2 separate regions of the Capra hircus genome follow, and region 1 is linked to region 2. A link is a contact called in public Hi-C data. All regions are on one chromosome and are shown on one strand. The core of a region is the stretch at or near the end of the contact, and the rest is flanking DNA. Distances in the headings are between cores, read along the strand shown. Region 1 has its middle 11 kb from the start of ZNF774. Region 2 overlaps IQGAP1 (ras GTPase-activating-like protein IQGAP1).

The links. A called contact is a pair of places that touch in the nucleus more often than the background predicts.
Region 1: a Hi-C map of blood shows a contact between it and region 2, with 8 times the contacts expected there. The contact joins two enhancer-like sites. A contact is called at or near these places in 2 of 5 Hi-C or Micro-C datasets (both in blood).

Annotation. Positions count from the first base shown.
Region 1 is chr21:21,537,164-21,541,593 of ARS1.2, forward strand. No RefSeq gene overlaps it. Among named protein-coding and RNA genes, the nearest start is that of ZNF774, 11 kb to the left of the region's middle. Within about 2 kb of position 1,843, at least 1 of the 5 cell types and tissues checked has an H3K27ac peak or open chromatin away from gene starts, as enhancers often do.
Region 2 is chr21:21,406,853-21,410,723 of ARS1.2, forward strand. IQGAP1 (ras GTPase-activating-like protein IQGAP1) reads right to left here. Exons shown (of 38, transcript XM_018065969.1): 27 at 2,113-2,253; 28 at 1,937-2,021; 29 at 344-576. Among named protein-coding and RNA genes, the nearest start is that of CRTC3, 38 kb to the left of the region's middle. Within about 2 kb of position 1,374, at least 3 of the 5 cell types and tissues checked have an H3K27ac peak or open chromatin away from gene starts, as enhancers often do.

The sequences.
Region 1 (4,430 bases), core at 593-3,092, 130 kb after region 2:
GGCCGTTTCAAACAGGCCAGGGTGAGGAGGAGGATGTGGGATGCGCAAAACAAGAGAAATAGTGCCATATCTGAGGATTATGGAAAAAAGGGAAGAATTTCCTGGGTGAGGGTGGGGAAAGACTCTGAGGTCTTGTAGTCTAGGAGACGGGATTTAGAGCAATGCTCTCAAACTTGAACATACGTATGAATCATCTGGGGAGACAGCTTTTTAAAATTTTACTTTTAAACACCTCTTATTATTTTGATTGTTTTTCCTTCAAGGACATCAACGACAGCACTCCATTTATAGGGGAATTTTTACTTTACATTCACTTACATGGATGATACAAAATAAATCCCAAAGACTTTTAAGCTGTACTACTTGGGGAACAAGAAATATCAGACGACATTTCTTTCTAATACAATGATTTAAGCAGCATTTTATTTTCCTATCCTGTGGGAACAAAAGGAAGCAACAACACATGATTTTTTAAAAAGGTTGCAGGTGATGTGGCTTCACTTTTAAAACTTTGGGGAGATAAAAATTTATGTAATATAACATTCCAAAAATTTAAGTGTACAACCCAGTGGGGTCTACTATATTCACAATGTTGGGCAACCATCACCACTACCTAATTCGAAAATATTTCCATCATCCCCCCAAAAAACCCTTACTCATTAGCAGGGACTTCCAATGCCTCCCTTCTTCCATTCCCCATGCAAACTCTAATCTGCTTTCTGTCTTATGGATTTGCCTATCCTGACATTTCATATGAAGGGAATCATACAATACGTGGCCTTTTTTGCCTGGCTTCTTTCACTTAACATAATGTTTTCAAGGCTTATCCATGTTGTAACATATATCAAAATGTCATTTCTTTCTATGGCTGAATAATAACCCATGGTATGGTTGTACCAGGGCTTTCCTGGTGGCTCAGACGGTAAACAATCTACCTGCAATGCGGGAGACCCAGGTTTGATCCCTGGGTTGGGAAGATCCCCTGGAGAAGGGAATAGCAACCTACTCCAGTATTCTTGCCTGGAGAATTCCATGGGCAGAGGAGCCTGGCAGGCTATAATCCATGGGGTCTCAAAGAGTCAGACAAGACTGACTCTTTGACTAACACACACACACACACACACACACACACACACGCATACCACAGAAACACCACATTTTGTTTATCCACTCAGCAGTTGAGGTGGAAGCTTACATTTTATTTTTCATTTTTTAAAAAATATTTATCTATTTGGCTGCATCAACTCTTATTTGTGGCATGTGGTAACTAGTTCCCTGACCAGGGATTGAACCCAGGCCCCCTGCATTGGAGGTGTGGGGTCTTAGCCACCGGCCCACCAGGGAAGTCCTGGAGCTTGTATTTTAAATATATTTTTGGATTCAGTAGGGCCTGAAGTTCTGCATTTCTGGCAGACTCCCAAGTGTTGTCCCATATTGCTGGTTCAAGGACTTCACTTTGAGTAGTGAGGATTTAGAAATCAAGACTACACTTTAGAAAATCACAATTTGGGATATTAATATAAACACACACCTGAAACATACTGGTTAAACATTCTCATACACGCTTTAAAAAAAAAGTTGAATCATGCTGTTACAATTCTTTCGTCAAAGCTGATGAGGTATTTATTAATCTTTAGCATGGAGTTTTGCCTTCATTAAAGCTATTACTCATCATGAACACATGAAAGAACTTTTGTTTCACATCTTGCACTTGACCTTAACAAACATTTGCAGTTACCGATACCTATAAGCAATGAATGGTCATATTAACCATGTGTGAATACATGCTAACTGGCTTCAGCTGTGTCCGACTCTTTGTGACCCCATTGACTGTGTAGCTCACCAGGCTTCTCTGTCCCTGGGATTCTCTAGGCAAGAATGCTGGAGTGGGTTACCATGCCCTCCTCCAGGAAATCTTCTCCACCCAGAGATTGAACCCACATCTCCTGTGGCTCCTGCATTGACAGGCGAGTTCTTTACCAGCTGATCCATTGGGGAAACCCCATATTAACCATAAGGAAAGTTTATTATCGACAATGAAGATTTGACCTCCCTGATTTATGAATTCGCTAATCCCTTTTCCTTGTTACAAGTATTTCCCATAGGCGATAGGAGCGCCTCTTCTGTGAGAACATTTCTGAGCCCAAGGTACCAAGGGACGTATTGATATACATCAACCCAAAGAAATTAACATATTTAATCTAACCTGCCACTTATGTACTATTGAGAAAGGGGATAAAACTGCCAGTTACACTCTGATATGTTGTCAACTCTAAAATGTATCCTGATTTCAGTGATACTAAAAGGTAATATGTGTACATTCCAGAGTGAGTGAAACATGGTGTTCTCATCTGCACCAGACTCAGATTCTGTGCCATTACAAGCCCTGCACTTGCCCCGCTGCTACCTCCCTGCATTAGAAGCACAGAGTATTAACCACTGGACCAACGGGAAGTCCCGTTCTAGAGCTATTTTGAGTGGGTTTCCATTTCTTGAAAACAAACATTCCCTAATAAGTAAAACAATGATAGCTGAAAAAGCAAGTCAGAGGGAGCTCCCTGGTGATCCAGTGACTAGTAAGACAGTGCAGGGGGTGCAGGTTTGATCCCTGGTTTGGGAGCTAAGATCCCACATGCCACACAGCATGGCCCCAAAAAAAAGCAAGTTAGAAATATCTTTGCAGTCCGAGGCAGAGAACACTGATATTGTCCAATCTCAGTGACCGTGGATTAATACTCCTTGGCCTTTAGTTCACAGGACTCTTTTCTTCCTTTTACAGTAGATAATACATTACTATACTTCCATGGCCAAGGTCTCAAACAATATAGAAAAACTGAATACCTACCTACTCCATGCCTTCAACAATGCTAATTTTTTTTCTCTACTCCAAGGTAACCATTGTGAATGGTCTAGTGAATGTGAGACCTTTTTTCTCCTATTTGTATGTGTACTTTTCTCATACATAGTGCCACACACTGGGGAACACAGTCTTGTAGGCCAAATATAACCTATAATGGGTTTTGTTTGACTCACACAGAATTTTTTTTTAACTTGAAATAGAGGACTTCCCTGGTGGTCCATTGGCTAAGACTCTGCACTTCCAGTGCAGGGGGCCTGGATTTGATACCTGGTCAGGGAACTAGATCCCACAAGCTGCAAATAAAACACAGTGCAGCCAGATAAATAAATAATATAAATATTAAAAAAAAAAGAAGAAAACTGGAAATGGTCATCAACATTTTAAATTGGGATAGTTCATGAAAATCTTAAAAACCTGGAAGAGAAGTCCTCACTGGCTGCCTACTTCTGCCTGAAAACAATTGACTGTCCTGAGCAGTGGGCTGCCCCCTGCAGGTGGGGTGAGCGCTCCTCTTCCTAGTCCCTGCTCTTCCCAGATGTCCTCCTTTGGTTCACGCCACTGTTTATGTTACCTGCATGGCCCGTATAAGCAGTCACTTTTTTTTTTAACCTTTATACATATTTTTCTGTAACTCTTTCACTTAAAAACATCCCAGGGGCATCCTGGTATGCAAATACATACTGATATATCTTATCCATTTTTTTTTTAAGTATGTATTTATTTCTGGCTGAGCTGGGTCTTCTTGCTGTGCTCGGGCTTTTCTCTAGCTGCACTCTCTGTTGCGGTGTGTAGGCTTCTCATTGTGGTAGCTTCTCTTGTTGTGGTTCCCAGGCTCAAGAGTACGGGCTCGGCAGTTATGAAACATAGGCTTAGCTGCTCCATGGCACATGGAATCTTCCTGGACCAGGGATCAAACCCCTATCCCCTGCATTGGTAGGTGGATTCTTATTCACTGAGCTACCAGGGAAGTCTGATCTTACTGTTTTTACTAGGTACAGTCCATTCTCGTTGTCCATGGATTCCATATTTGAAAATTTACCTACTCTCGAAAATTATTTGTAACTCCGACATCAATGCTTATCGCCCTTCTAGGGTCATTTGCAGATATGAGACACGACTGCGCGACTTCACTTTTGCTTTTCACTTTCATGCATTGGAGAAGGAAATGGCAACCCACTCCAGTGTTCTTGCCTGGAGAATTCCAGGGACGGGGGAGCCTGGTGGGCTGTCGTCTATGGGTCACACAGAGTCGGACACGACTGAAGCGACTTAGCAGCAGCAGCAGCAGGAGCAGAGCTGCAAAAAATTTGAGTCATTTGATGAGTCTGTTCCAGCTGAGGTTGAACAAGGCCATGCTCTGCCTCCAGCTTCAGCTCTCATACTGCAAACGAATATCCTTTGTGTGTTTCATTTAATGCCACTTTTTTGGTTGTTATATTTTTGTGCTTTTTGTTGTTGATTTCCCTTCACCAGATCCCTAGGCTGGGAAGACTGATATCGGGCTCAGAACCTTCACAACAGTGGGAGGACTTCTTTGGCTTATTCTTCTCTGGTTTTGTGGGTCACCCAC
Region 2 (3,871 bases), core at 124-2,623:
GCCTCTGTTGGGTCTTTGCTGCTGCTCACGGGCTTCCTCTCCCTGTGGGACAGGGGCTTAGTTGCTCCACGGCATGTGAAATCTTTCCGGACCAGGGATCCAACCCCTGTCCCCTGCATTGGCAGGCGGATTCTCAATCACTGGACCACCAGGGAAGTCCAGAACACATTTTAATAGCTCACACATGCTTCTCATCACCATCTGGAGCTCTGAGCACATCAGGCACGTATCCTACGATACTGTGGTCCAGGGAATTCTGGGTGTGGTATTTCATCTCGTCTTTACCCTTAAAAGTTAGAAGCACACCCACTGTCTTCTATGTACCTCATCCCTTTCCCCTTACCTGAATTTCTGGTAGGACTGGGAGAGGTATTCATTAATGATGCTCAAGTGAGCGTTATCTCCCAGGAACATCTTATTGGAAGCGGCGTGCTGGAGCATCTTGGCAATGGACCCAAGATTGCGGCGTTGGTCCGTGGTGAGCTGGCCTCCTGCCGACAGGTCAATGATGTCAAAGGCATCAGGAGCAACAATGGCTGGATTCATGTATCGGTAGTAAAGTAAGTTGCCAATAATCTAGGAACAGAGGAAAAAGAAATGGGTGTTAAAAGCCACTTCAACAAGAAAGCCACAAATGACTTTGCTAACAAAACCAGAAAATGTGGCCCTGTGAGGAAAAAAAAAAACCACTCTATACACACACGCACACACACACACACACACACACACACACCTTTTCTCAAGGCCTGAAACTAAAATGACCAAACTTCCCTCGACTGGATGCAGAAAAAAAAAAGAAAATGAGAACAGAATTGAAAATCACTACAATGAAAGAACAGATTCAGAAGGTAAAAATGGTAGACATAAAGTCTGTTATTCAACACTTTAGGGCATTCTTTGTCCACATATCACGGCAGCAAATAAAGCCGCGTCAGCCACATGTACTTTTCATTACCATGGAGGTGGGCACTCATTCTAAGAAGCTAAAACAAATCCTTGAACTTGACCTGTCATCTGTCCAACCCCCACCATCCTCATGCTGTGGACGTCAAAGGCAGACAAGTCAATGCCTCTGAAATCAAAGCCACTCAACACATATCTCTTCTACAGAAGAATTCAAGGACAGTCAAAGCATTTCCCCTGGAGTTTCATTCAGAAAAAAAGAAAATGAATTCACCTGAACAGAAAGTCTAGAATCGAGGCCTCACTGTAGGAAAGCAGAGAGCTAGGAGAGAAGAAAAAAGCGTTCAGATTAAGGAAAAAAAAAAGAGGGAGCATAGCTGAGTAAGAAAGAGTTATCAGCAACAGCCTTAGCGCAAACAACTGTGCTTGCTACCATTCACCTGGCCACCAGCAGAGGGAGCAAGTCTTCAGCAAAAAGACAGGACTCAAAGAAATGCTATCTCAAGACAGAAAAATCCATCTTCTCTACTTGGTTGATAGCCGTGTGCCATTCAAACAACATAGGAACCATACAGGAACTAAGAGAGGTATCATTTACTGTTTACCATCACTTTCAAAACCTCATGCTTAATGGCGAGCTACTGACAAAATCTATGCTAAGGTCCTTACTACTAAAGGTCTAAGGAAGGGAACAGCTACCCACTCCAGTATTCTGGCTTGGAGAATTCCATGGACTGTATAGTTCATGGGGTTGCAAAGAGTTGGACATGACTGAGAGACTTTCACCTTTACTTTTCATTTTCAAGGTCAGGCTTAGTCCTGGAGAAGGAAATGGCAACCCGCTCCAGTATTCTTGCCTGGAGAACCCCATGGACAGAGACCAGCAGGCCAGTCCATGGGTTCTCAAAGAGGCAGTCACAACCAAGTGACTGAAGCAAACAAAACGAAGGTCTAAGGCCAGGTTTGGTCTGGGCACCTTTCCCTCCCAGGGCCACTATCGGAAGGGAAAGAATGTGCCAGCTTTCGGTCTTACCTTCAGCAGCTCATCCTCACCAGCATCAGGGAACTTCTCGTGTAAGGAGTCCTTCAGCACTTTGGCAATGAAGCGCATCCCATAGCTGTGGGGCAGACAAAACTTGGTGAGAAGGACCGGGAGCTGGAGGCCACTAGTGCTGGGCTGTGCCGGGGGCCACAGCGGGCGACACTCACGGGATTTTGTCCACGGAGCTGATGATGGCTGCCAGGAACTTGTCAGTCACAGCCCGCATGTTCCGGATGGAATTGTCTAGCCGAGTCCTGACTTCCTCGTGAGACAGGGCCTGCTCTGGGGTCACGTCGTAGGGCAGTTTGCTGGGAAAGCAAACATTACCCCCAAGTATGTTAGACCATCACTTCATGGCAAACAAGGGGAAAAAGTAGAAGCAGTGACAGATTTTCCTTTCTTGGACAAAGGTCCATCTAGTCAACACTATGGCTCTTCTAGTAGTCATGTATGGATGTGAGAGCTGGACCACAGAGAAGGCTGAGTGCCAAAAAACTGATGCTTTCTAACTGTGGTGTTGGAGAAGACTCTTGAGATTCCCTTGGACAGCAAGGAGATCCAACCACATCCAACCTCCAGCAAGGAGATCCCAGATCCAACCCTGATGCTGAGAAAGATTGAGGGGAAGAGAAGAAGGGGGCAACAGAGGATGAGACAGTTGGATACCATCACTGACTCAATGGACATGAGTTTGAGCAAACTCAGGGAGTCAGTGGAGGACAGGAAAGGCTGGCGTGCTGCAGTCCATGGAGTCGCAAAGAGTCTTAGCAAATGAACACAACTTAGCAAATGAACAACAACATGCTAGACCAGCAGCCTGAGGCGAGGCTGTGTCTTTCACAAGCAGAATGACCCAGAGAGACCAGGTAATTTTGTTACACTCACAGAGCTGGTGAACGGTGGGGCTGGAACTGGGGCTCGGGTTTTCAGCTGTCAATTTGGAGCCTAGATCTATGTGCCAGGCACTGTGATGGGCATTTGGGATCAAAGCGTTAAGAGACATGATAGCTCCCTGAGTTCCTCACGGTTTATACGTATGGGAGAGACACACACGTAAATATCTGTAAACACATCATGCAACAATAAGAAGCTGACTGGAAGTCTTACAATGCCACAGAGAAGAGGCTTCTACTCAGACTGGAGGAATCGAGAAGACGTCCATAAGGAAGGAACGTATGAACTCAGAAATATGGGAGAAAAAAAAGTCTTCTAGGAAAGAAGATCAAACACAAGGAGGTAAGAGGAGGACAGATGAGAACATTAAAATAGAGGCCATGTCATGGAGGGCCCCGTGTGTATTGCTAAGTCTGGACTTTCCCAGAAGTCAGGGAGAGCCATTTAAGGGACAGGAGATCTGAATTTTGAAGATTACCCCCCGAGAACCTCAGGTCTGACCTAACCCTACTCTACACCAAATGAGAAACCCACTGCAGACCACACTGCTCACATCTCTAGCCCTCACCCAAGCTAGATAAAATCAGAAACATTCTGGCTCTCTGAGCTGTATTTCCCCAGCATTTCCCATATTCTGGTGACACATTCCTGCTCTGGATGTACTCATGTAGGTGGTAAACTATGGCCTGGGCACAGAAGTCTCCTGGATTATGGTAATTTAGTTGGCCTAACTTGCAGTGTTCCAGGGCAGCTCATCATTCGCCCCCAGCATCTCCTGTTCCCTCTCACAGAACACAGAGATCTCACTCAGATCCAGGTGTCTCTTCACACCTAACCCCATTTCTGCGATGCCAGTGTCCTTCCAGTCTTAGGCTCTCTGAGCTCTTTTCACCTGCCAGCATTTGGACAGGAAGACTCTGCACTCGGCAGGGCCCACTGCACCCTCCGGCCTCCACCACATGATGCTCACCCGCTCAGAGAGGCTCTGTCCAACCACTCTAAGGTAGCTCCCACTTGTATGCTTCATCACAG